Linked DNA regions of Sus scrofa: region 1 is linked to region 2. Evidence: chromatin contacts called from public HiChIP or PLAC-seq data. All regions are on one chromosome and are shown on one strand. The core of a region is the stretch at or near the end of the contact, and the rest is flanking DNA. Distances in the headings are between cores, read along the strand shown. Region 1 holds the start of DCAF12 (DDB1- and CUL4-associated factor 12). Region 2 holds the start of KIAA1161.

Region 1 (4,742 bases), core at 1,413-3,912, 240 kb before region 2:
CACGGGAGCGGCCCAAGAAATGGCAAAAAAAATAAATAAATAAAATACTTCTACATATGCCCTTAGGCTAGCAGACAACACCTAGGTTTTTACTGTCCTGTATCCTGGAGTTCTCACTGTGGTGCAGCAGAAATGAATCCAACTGGTATCCATGAAGACAAGGGTTTGATCCCTGGCCTCGTTCAGTGGGTTAAGGATCTGGCATTGCCATGAACTGTGGTGTAGGCCTGCAGCTGCAGCTCCAATTCAGCCCCTAGCCTAGGAACTTCCATATGCCACGGGTTCAGCCTTTAAAAAAAGATGGCAGAGCAAAACATATATCCTATATCCTGAATGATGCCCTGATCATCATTCTTTCCTGTCTTTCCTCCTAGGCCTCTGACTTAAAAAACAAAGAAGAAGAAAATCTAGAAGCAGTGGCATACCTACATGGCAAGAGACCTAAAGAAATAGACTCCTCTGAAGATTTATCAGAAATGAGGTATGGAAGTAAGAAAACAAATAAAAAAAGAGAAAAAGTCATGAACAGATAGGAGTGAATGGAGAGGAGAATAAGGCAATGTCCTCCCAAAAGAACTAATGGGGAAAACCAGCAGTGAGTGATCCTAGAGCATGTGGAGCCACATATCCAGGACTAAGAGACACTTAACCCATCCCAGACACTTACCGTGTTGCATTTTGTGCCACACACCACTTGCCTATGATTTAGCCACTGAGATGCAAACACTTTATTGAGGGTCCCAAGGTGAAACTCTCTTTCCTTCAGGAGACTGGGAAGTTGCTGTGCTGCATAACCATGCAACACTCGAGAGTAGTTGGTTTCATTCTGTAGCCTGACTTCTCGGTTCTTCAGGTAGTACACTAAGGATCTCTTCACTGGGGGGAGTCTTTTCCTTTTGTGCAGTGAATGATCCCAGCCAAACTGTGGAAAGCAAAATTAAAAATCAAGGCTTTTGCTACCTTTGTCAGATGGAGAGATCCTACTGTATTAAGGAACTCAACAAAAATTCTTTCTGCAGGATTTACATACAACAGAAACACAATACTAGGAGTTCCCATTGTGGTGCAGTGGTTAATGAATCCGACTAGGAACTATGAGGTTTCGGGTTCAATACCTGGCCTTGCTCAGTGGGTTAACGATCTGGCGTTGCTGTGGCTCTGGTGTAGGCTGGCTACAGCTCCGATTCGGCCCCTAGCCTGGGAACCTCCATATGCCACGGGAGCAGCCCAAGAAATGGCAAAAAAAAAAAAGACCAAAAAAAAAAAAATACAATACAAAACAAAAGACAGCAAAGTCAATCTAAAGTCCAGTTTAACTCTCCCAACATTGAAAAGATGCTGCTCATAGTCAAACCTACCTACAGGAAACAAGGGCTGAAAGACAAGGACATGAAAGCAGAAAAAAGGACAAAAGAAAACTAAGTCTTCTTAGAAGTGAAGGATTCAGGTATCTAAAAGTACCTGAGTACTTTTGATAGGGGAGGGAATAAAGGGCAGAGACAGACCTGGACTACATCTCTAATGGCCCCCTTCTCTGTCTCGGCCTGCACTCCCTGCAGAGCATAGAAGGTGCAGCCCAAGGAGCCTGACTAGGATCCCAGGTCTTTCAGGCAATGGCCACCTTCCTGTCACCAGGTCCATGCTCCAGACAGTTGAAAAATTTGAAAAATTAAACACCAAAGGGGTGGCAGGCATGGGAAATCTGAGTCTGAATACCACCACCAAGGTCTTCCCTGCCAAAGAGAGCTGGATAGGAGTGATACCTGAAAACTGCTGTCTCTCCTAGGCGTCCAAGTACCAAAAGACCCAGCTCAGGGCTTGAGGATCCTTAGGGAGGCTCATTCCTATATGAGATACGCAATCATCTCCGCTTCCCCCGGCCACTGGAAGGGGGGCTTAACTTTCCCTTCACGTATTTGTGGGAGGTTTTGTTCCCTTCCTTCGATTCCTTTTGATCCCCTTCCTTTAAACCCAGATTGCTTCTCCCCAAACCCCACTCCCGGCTGCAGGCCTCCCTGGAATATACCTCATTCTCATGTTCCCCTTTAGCTCCTCAGCCCTGCGGTCTTTCTGCTTTCCAGTGAACTCCTAAGGGCCCATCCCTGATTCTACAGACCGAGGTTCTGCTCTTCCCCTCCACCTCCAGCTCCCCCCCTCCAAACCCCCGACTATAGATCTTGGACCCCGTTAAGGTTTCCTCATCTGCGAACCCTATTCCCTAGGTGTCTCGGTCTAATCACCCGGCTCCCACTTCTCAGCCCTCACCTGTGGGCCCTGAGCGTCGCTCCCAGCTCCCGGCGAGGCGGGCGCTTTCCGCTTCCTGCTAACTGCTTTCCGGGCCATAGTGGGCAGCGCCGCGGCGGCCCCGCAGCCACATGGGGCGGGGGAAGCGTGGGGGAGCAAGAAGGCGGGTCATATACTGGGCCCCGGGGCCGCGCACCTTAGCGCGCTCGGCCCGGAAAATGACCCGGACCCCGGGCGGCAGTAGAAAATAAGGAAGGTAAGCAGAAGGGAAGGAGGGAAGGAGGACTGGGGCCGGGAAAGGGAAGGGAAAGGGGAAGGGGAGGCAGGAACCCGAAGCTTTACGACGACGGAGTCTGGAAAGGACGGCGAGCGGCTGGAACCAAAACACCCCTCCCCTTCGCCCGCGCTCCGTCACCCTCGCGCAGCCGCACTTGGCAGCACGTCGTCTAGGAGACGCGGTCGGGACTAGGGGGCGGGGTTTGGGGTTCGCAGTAGAGTTTGTGGCTGTTGCTTAACCCCACCCTCCCCGCCCCCCGCGCCGCGCTCCGGACATTTTTCAACCGCCGTCTGACGACCGCTGGAGATGTGCGACTTGCGGGTAAAGGAATTTAGGTTCTACCCGCCGACTTCACCGCCCTGCGCGCCCGCTTGCCCAGCGCAGGCACCTCGCTCGGAGAAGGAATCCCTCCTAACACGCCTTTACCCCGCAGTCGCTTCTGGTTATCTCCTTTTGAAGGCTGCACGTTTCCCCGAACTCTATTAAACCGAGCCCTGGCTCCAAGGATTGGACACTTCGGGAAGAGGCATAACTACCCTCTCCCGCCACACCCACTCTCGACCCCGCAAGGTGGAGTCCGGCTCGAAATCCACAGCAGTTTGTTCAGACTTTCACACTGTAGAGAACTTGTCCGGCCCTGCCCGGGTTCCCCCACCAACACCATCCCAGGGGCCTCTGGCTGCCCTCTCCCCAACTCCTGGGGTGCTCTTGGGCTTCATTTTCCACCCGGTCTTCTCCCTCCCTCGGCTGCCCCCCCCCCCCCCCCCCGTCGCTGTACTAACCGCAACAGCCTTCCAGTCACCTCTCCCTTAGCTGCTGCGTGGGACCTCACTGCCCTTTAGCGTCCCACTACCTCCTGGCCGCACTGTCTTTTGTGCTCTACGAAATAGGCCTCCCTCCGTGATTTATATTTCTTAGTCTCCCATGCAGTTCTAAGCTAAGGACTGGAACAGAGGTCTGTCTGCCACTCCCTGCTTCTCTCTTGGGGCCCAAGTTGCGTCTCCATCAGGGCAGATTGGGTGAAATTCTAAACCACCGAGAAGAGTGGCGTTTGACCTGTCAGTATAGTTAAAGCTGGCATTGGTCACCGGACAAGCGCTCTTCCTTCAGAATCACCCTTGCCTCCGTTTTCAGAAGATTGTGTAGGGATTTGAGTGCCAGCCCCCACTTTGCTCAGATAAAGAAATCCTTTGAGGAAGCAGGAAGCTCTTGCTTGGCTTGGGGCTGACTGGCCTCAGGCTTTAGTGCCCAGTTACCTGCTCATCCATCCCTTCAGGCTTCAGGCCTCATACCTGCAGGGAGCTCTGTTGGCCCATCTGAAGTTCTGCCTACAAGGAGATTTGGATTTGTTTTCCAAGCCGAACCAAAAACCAGATTGAGACAGTGTCTTCCGCCATCCCAAGTCAGCACTGCAGCTAATCCCTAATGCCACCTCGGGAAAGGCAGCCCCATCTTACTTAGTCAGGACTATCTCTTCAGAGACATACACCCAAGTGGGTCAGCAGTGGGTCAGCTTTCCTTTTTTGAGCCAGTTGTTCCAGTTCTGTCTTGCCTCACAATGCTCTGGATGACCCAGGAGCCCATTGGCCAAGAGTCTGGAATTCCTTTGAGAATCTCTAAGCTAATGCTTGGCTGCATTTGAATCTTGGTCTCTGTTCATGTCAGAGGTCTTAGGCTTATCCTCAAGCTTGGTGCACTTCATTTTGACATCCCAGGAACTATCCCTGAATGCAGAGCTCACCATTTCTGTGGGAACAAAATAGAATGAAGATTTATTTGGAAGTTTAAAAGTTTATAATTGCTTTTAAAAGACTGATAATACCAAGAATTGGTGAGAAAGTAGAATGATTAGAACTCTCGAGTGGGTGTGTAAATTGGCACAAACAATTTGGAAAAAATCTGTGGCAGTACCTACCAAAGCTAAATACATGTACCCTATCATCAAGCAGCTCTACTTTGTTTTTTTGTTTTGTTTTGTTTTGTTTTGCGATTTCTTGGGCTGCTCCCACAGCATATGGAGGTTCCCAGGCTAGGGGTCAAATCGGAGCTGTAGCCGCCGGCCTACACCAGAGCCACAGCAATGTGGAATCCGAGCCGCATCTGCGACCCACACCACAGCTCACAGCAACGCCGGATCCTTAACCCACTGAGCAAGGCCAGGAATCAAACCCACAACCTCATGGTTCCTAGTCGGATTCGTTAACCACTGAGCCATGATGGG
Region 2 (4,258 bases), core at 689-3,188:
AGATGGCCCAGGCCAGACCTGCTGTACATTTATATTCAATCTCTTCAAGACAACCAAGGCCCCATTCTGGGTACTAAGGAAAGAAGGGGAAAGGGTCCATATCTGAATAGGAAAGAGACTGGTCGTCCTCAAAACTTTCATATTAGGTCAGCCCATCTCATGACTCCTGGAGGCATGGAGGGGCCACTAAGGTGACCTCAAAAGCCTTTTCTAACACTTAGGTTCTGAGAATCTTTATTCACTAGGGTTCTAAGATTCTTTGATGAAGGACAGAAACCCGTAGACCTTTTACTGGTCTCCCTACTGCCACCACAGCGTCCAACCCTAACAATAATGCTGTACAGGAGGCAAAGCTGCAGTGCTCACTTTATAGATGAGTAAACAGTGGCCCAAACTTCAAACAAGAAAAAGGAACTTGTTTGAAGTCACCAAAGTAGCAAGGCTGCCTGAATCCAAAATCCAGGCTTGGAGTTCCCGTTGTGGCTCGTGGTTAACGAACCTGACTAGTATTCATGAGGACTAGTATCCCTGGCCTCGCTAAGTGGGTTAATGATCCAGTGTTGCCGTGAGCTGTGGTGTAGGTCGCAGATGCAGCTGAGATCCCAAGTTACTGTGGCTGTGGTGTAGGCCAGCAGCTTCAGCTCTGATTCGATATCTAGCCTGGGAAACTTCATATGCCACGGATGCGACCCTAAAAAGAAAAAGAAAAAGAAAAAAAAAAAAAAAAGACAAAATGGAGGCTTAACCCTCCATGGTATTAAGTTTTAGGAATGGAAGATAATGGTCTGACTGGCTATCTGAACACAGCAAAGGAGATCTGTGGCCAAGAGGGTGGGATAGGCTTCCATTAGGTGGGTGTGGGCATGGTGAGGCCTGTCTTCCCAAGGGCTGGTGCTGCTGCTTGCTTCAGGAAGGTTTCTGGTGGTGGGAAGTGGCAATTTTTGTGGCATCTGGTACAGGGGCTGTGGGGGAGGAACTGTGATTCCGGCGTTAACGGTGGAGCTAGAGACCCCTGTAATCCGCAGCCTCCGCCATCTGGACAAACTCCCGCTAATACTGGCAGGTGGGGTTTGCCCTAGCCAAGCCTCTGCCCACTAGACACTCAACCTCAGTCTTGGCTGACAGCCCCTAGCGGGGTCTGAAGGCGGGGGCGGCGGGGGGGGGCGGGGCAGCGGGCCCAGCCCAACTGACGGGAGGCCATTCCATGTCAAGCGGTTTGTCGAACACAAGATTCCGGGGGTAGGGTGGGATTGGAAATGTCAAAGGCAACTCGATCCGGCCCATCTCCCTGTCCTGCCCAGCGTCGGGATCCAGGGGATCGAGTGACCGAGTCTACAGCCTGGAATCCCCCACCCCCCACCTCCCGCGCTGCAGCTACAAGGTCCGAAGGGACAGACTGAGGTCAAGGGACCAGTGCCCGCTGGGAACCGCGGCCGGAGGAGGGGCCCAGGTGTCCAGGCTCGCCACACCTACTTACTCGTTTGTAGGAGCGAAAGTTCAGGAAATGTCCTCCCTCGGCAACCTCCCAAGGACTTCCCGCTAGGCTCATTCAAGGCAGTCGACTCCAGAAGTGAAGGTAAAGGGGAGGCTCCCGCCGAGCCCCTCCACGCTAGCTGAAGTTGAGTGGCAACAGCGCAGCGCGGGGCGCCGCCTCACTGAAGACAGCTGAGGCCCTCCTCGGGCCCCGCCCCCTGGCCGCTCGGCCACGCCCCGGTCTTTTGGTCTCGCCTAGAGTCGTGGAGTCCACCTGAGTCCGTGGAGCAAGACCATCCTCCCACAGTGTCACGAGGACTTGAGGCCACGCCCCTTAGCTTCCGTGCCTCCCCCTACACCCCCGCGCCACTCCTCCTCTGCTCTGTGCCCAACTCCGGGCAGCTTGGGCCCTCTGCCAGCCTGGAACCTCCCAAGCCCGCCTCCTCAGCCTTCAGAACCCCGCCCCCTCCCCCGCGGCCATTGCTTACCCTCAAGAGGGCGGCTCTCTGCCCCAGGCCTGCTGGGAAATGTAGTTCTGGAGAAAGGTGCAACTGTCGAACTTTATTATATAGAGTCCTCCAACCTCTGGGCTAAATTTGGGAATCGTCTGAGGAGGAGAGAGCTGCCGGGCAAAGGGGCGGAGCCGAACCCTTGGGATTTATTTTTCTCCAGATGTGAGCAGCTTGAGGTCGTCTGGGTATAACGCTTATTAGGTCTCCATAGGGGAAAAATTTCACCACATGGTGTTAGGGTAGCGAAATTCTGGGAGGATCTCAGTGGTTCAATGCAGGTTAGATCCAATCAAGGACCCCACAGAGGGAGCTTAGTTCCACCAGCTTGGAGGCCCAACCTGTACATTCCCACTAGACCAGACCACAGCATCTGAGATCAGGAACTGAGAAGACAAGCTTCTGCTCGGTATTTTGCAACGCCTTTCCCCATCCACTGCCCCCCACTCCCCTTGATGAAAGCCATTAGAAGTACCCATGCTGGAGTTCCCACTGTGGCTCAGTGGGTTAAGAATCTGACTAGTATCCATGAGGATGTGGGTTTGATTCTTTGTCTCCCTCAGTGGGTTAAAGGTAAAAGGATCTGCAGTTGCCCTGAGCTGTGCTCTAGGTCACAGATGCAGCTAGGATCTGGCTTTGCTGTGGCTGTGGTTGTGGCCAGCAGCTGCAGCTCTGATTTGACCCCTAGCCTGGGAACTTCCTGTGGCCCTAATGACAAAAAAAAAAAAAAAAAGAAAGAAAGAAAGAAAACCCATGCTACAAGGAAGTGGGCATGCCTCACCATACTTCTCCCTCCAGGGGGAACTGGGTGCAAACATACGGAAGATCCTAGAGATTTTGGAACACCCCACCCCTTCCTCCCAGGGCTTTGTTTTATAATTTGAAATTTCTTGGTCATGAAACCCTTCAAAATTGTTTGGACCCCTTGGACTTGGGTGGGCATGGCAGCAAGGGTATCTGAACAGAGACTTTTAGGCTGTGATGGAGGCTCTGGGAACAGAGATCAAGAACGTTGGGAATAGGGACATGGCTCTGACTGCAGAATGGAGGCATGGAGGTGAAGGGACATCTAAGCTTGGGGGATAGTGGGGAAATGTCAGCTGTAGGGCTCTCCTGGGGTTGAGAGGTAGATGGGCCCTCCCGCATGGCTAGTTTGGGCTCTGAGGTGGAAAGGAGGAGGACATGCCCCTCATAGGAATATTATGTGTCAGGAGGGCACTCCGGACCACCCAAGGGAAATATTGAGGTGATGAAATGGACAAGGCGACTTTGAGAACTGCATCGCAGTTGAGGGGGCTTGGCAGAGGCCTGAGTGACTGGCTCCTCACTGCCAGATCCTTCTGGGGAAGGACACTGGCGGCAGGCTTTAGGGTGAAGAATTTATTTATTGCTCAGCCCCCTTAGCCCGGCCAGTCTGGGGTCTACCAGCAGTGGTAGTCAGGATAGGTCTCAGACACAAACTCAGGGTGGACAACATAGTTGTTTCTCTGGGGGCCACCAGTCTTCTTGAAGTGACTTGTGTCCCATCTGTGGGGAGAGATGCGTCAGCTCTTTTGGACCCTCATACCTGCCTGGCAATTCTCAATGCTAACTCCTGCATTTTGCTCCACAATTCTCAATGCTAACCTTATTTCAGCATTTTGCTCCCAGCTCCCTAGGCTCCAACATTGACCTCTTAACTTTAGGTTCTACAGTTAAATTTTAGATTCCTGATACCCGCTCCCTAACAGACTTTTTACCCATTATTCCAAGCCCTGAACCTAATGTCCTGATCTCTTGACTTTAAGTACCATGGCCAGCCTGTAACCCCTCAATGCCATCTCCATGCCCTCTCATGGGGGGTCCTCATTTAGCAGCCAGTTCTGACTTCCCCATGGCACCACCGCCCCCTGGTGACACTTTCCAGTAGGTGCATCGCAGTGGATGGTTGCCACCCCAACTAGTCCCGGGATCCCCAGCAGCTCCAAGGTTACAGCTTCCTCGTACGTGCGCATTTGCCTGTGTGTACACCAGACTTACCTAAGGTTGGGACAAGGGTAGTATGACTGCGGGGGAGTTAAAACAGCACAATGCATTCCGGGCCGGTGCTCGCAAGGCGATACACTCCTGGGGGAGGAAGCGGTGGGCAGGAAGGGGTCGGGCCTTTTAATTTCCCTCTACGCCCCAATCCACACCAAGACTTCTGGTGTCAGTCCTACAGCTCAGACATCCTATTCTCCAGCCTCCTAACCCTTCAAGATCCCATCGAGGCATCACCTCTGGAAAGACACTTGGAA

Evidence for each region. HiChIP or PLAC-seq counts read pairs in DNA pulled down with a chosen protein or histone mark.
Region 1: an H3K27ac HiChIP or PLAC-seq map of alveolar macrophages shows a contact between it and region 2. The contact joins the promoter of DCAF12 here to the promoter of KIAA1161 in region 2. A contact is called at or near these places in 1 of 47 Hi-C or Micro-C datasets (embryonic fibroblasts) and 1 of 2 datasets of contacts at active chromatin or transcription factors (alveolar macrophages).

The regions. Positions count from the first base shown.
Region 1 is chr10:32,671,902-32,676,643 of Sscrofa11.1, reverse strand. DCAF12 (DDB1- and CUL4-associated factor 12) reads right to left here and starts at 2,662. Exons shown (of 9, transcript XM_021064687.1): 1 at 2,266-2,662; 2 at 668-922. The coding sequence starts at 2,343.
Region 2 is chr10:32,434,029-32,438,286 of Sscrofa11.1, reverse strand. It overlaps KIAA1161, which reads right to left and starts at 1,938. Exons shown (of 2, transcript XM_021064686.1): 1 at 1,478-1,938. It overlaps C10H9orf24 (spermatid-specific manchette-related protein 1), which reads right to left. Exons shown (of 6, transcript XM_021064685.1): 6 at 3,371-4,088. The coding sequence ends at 4,002.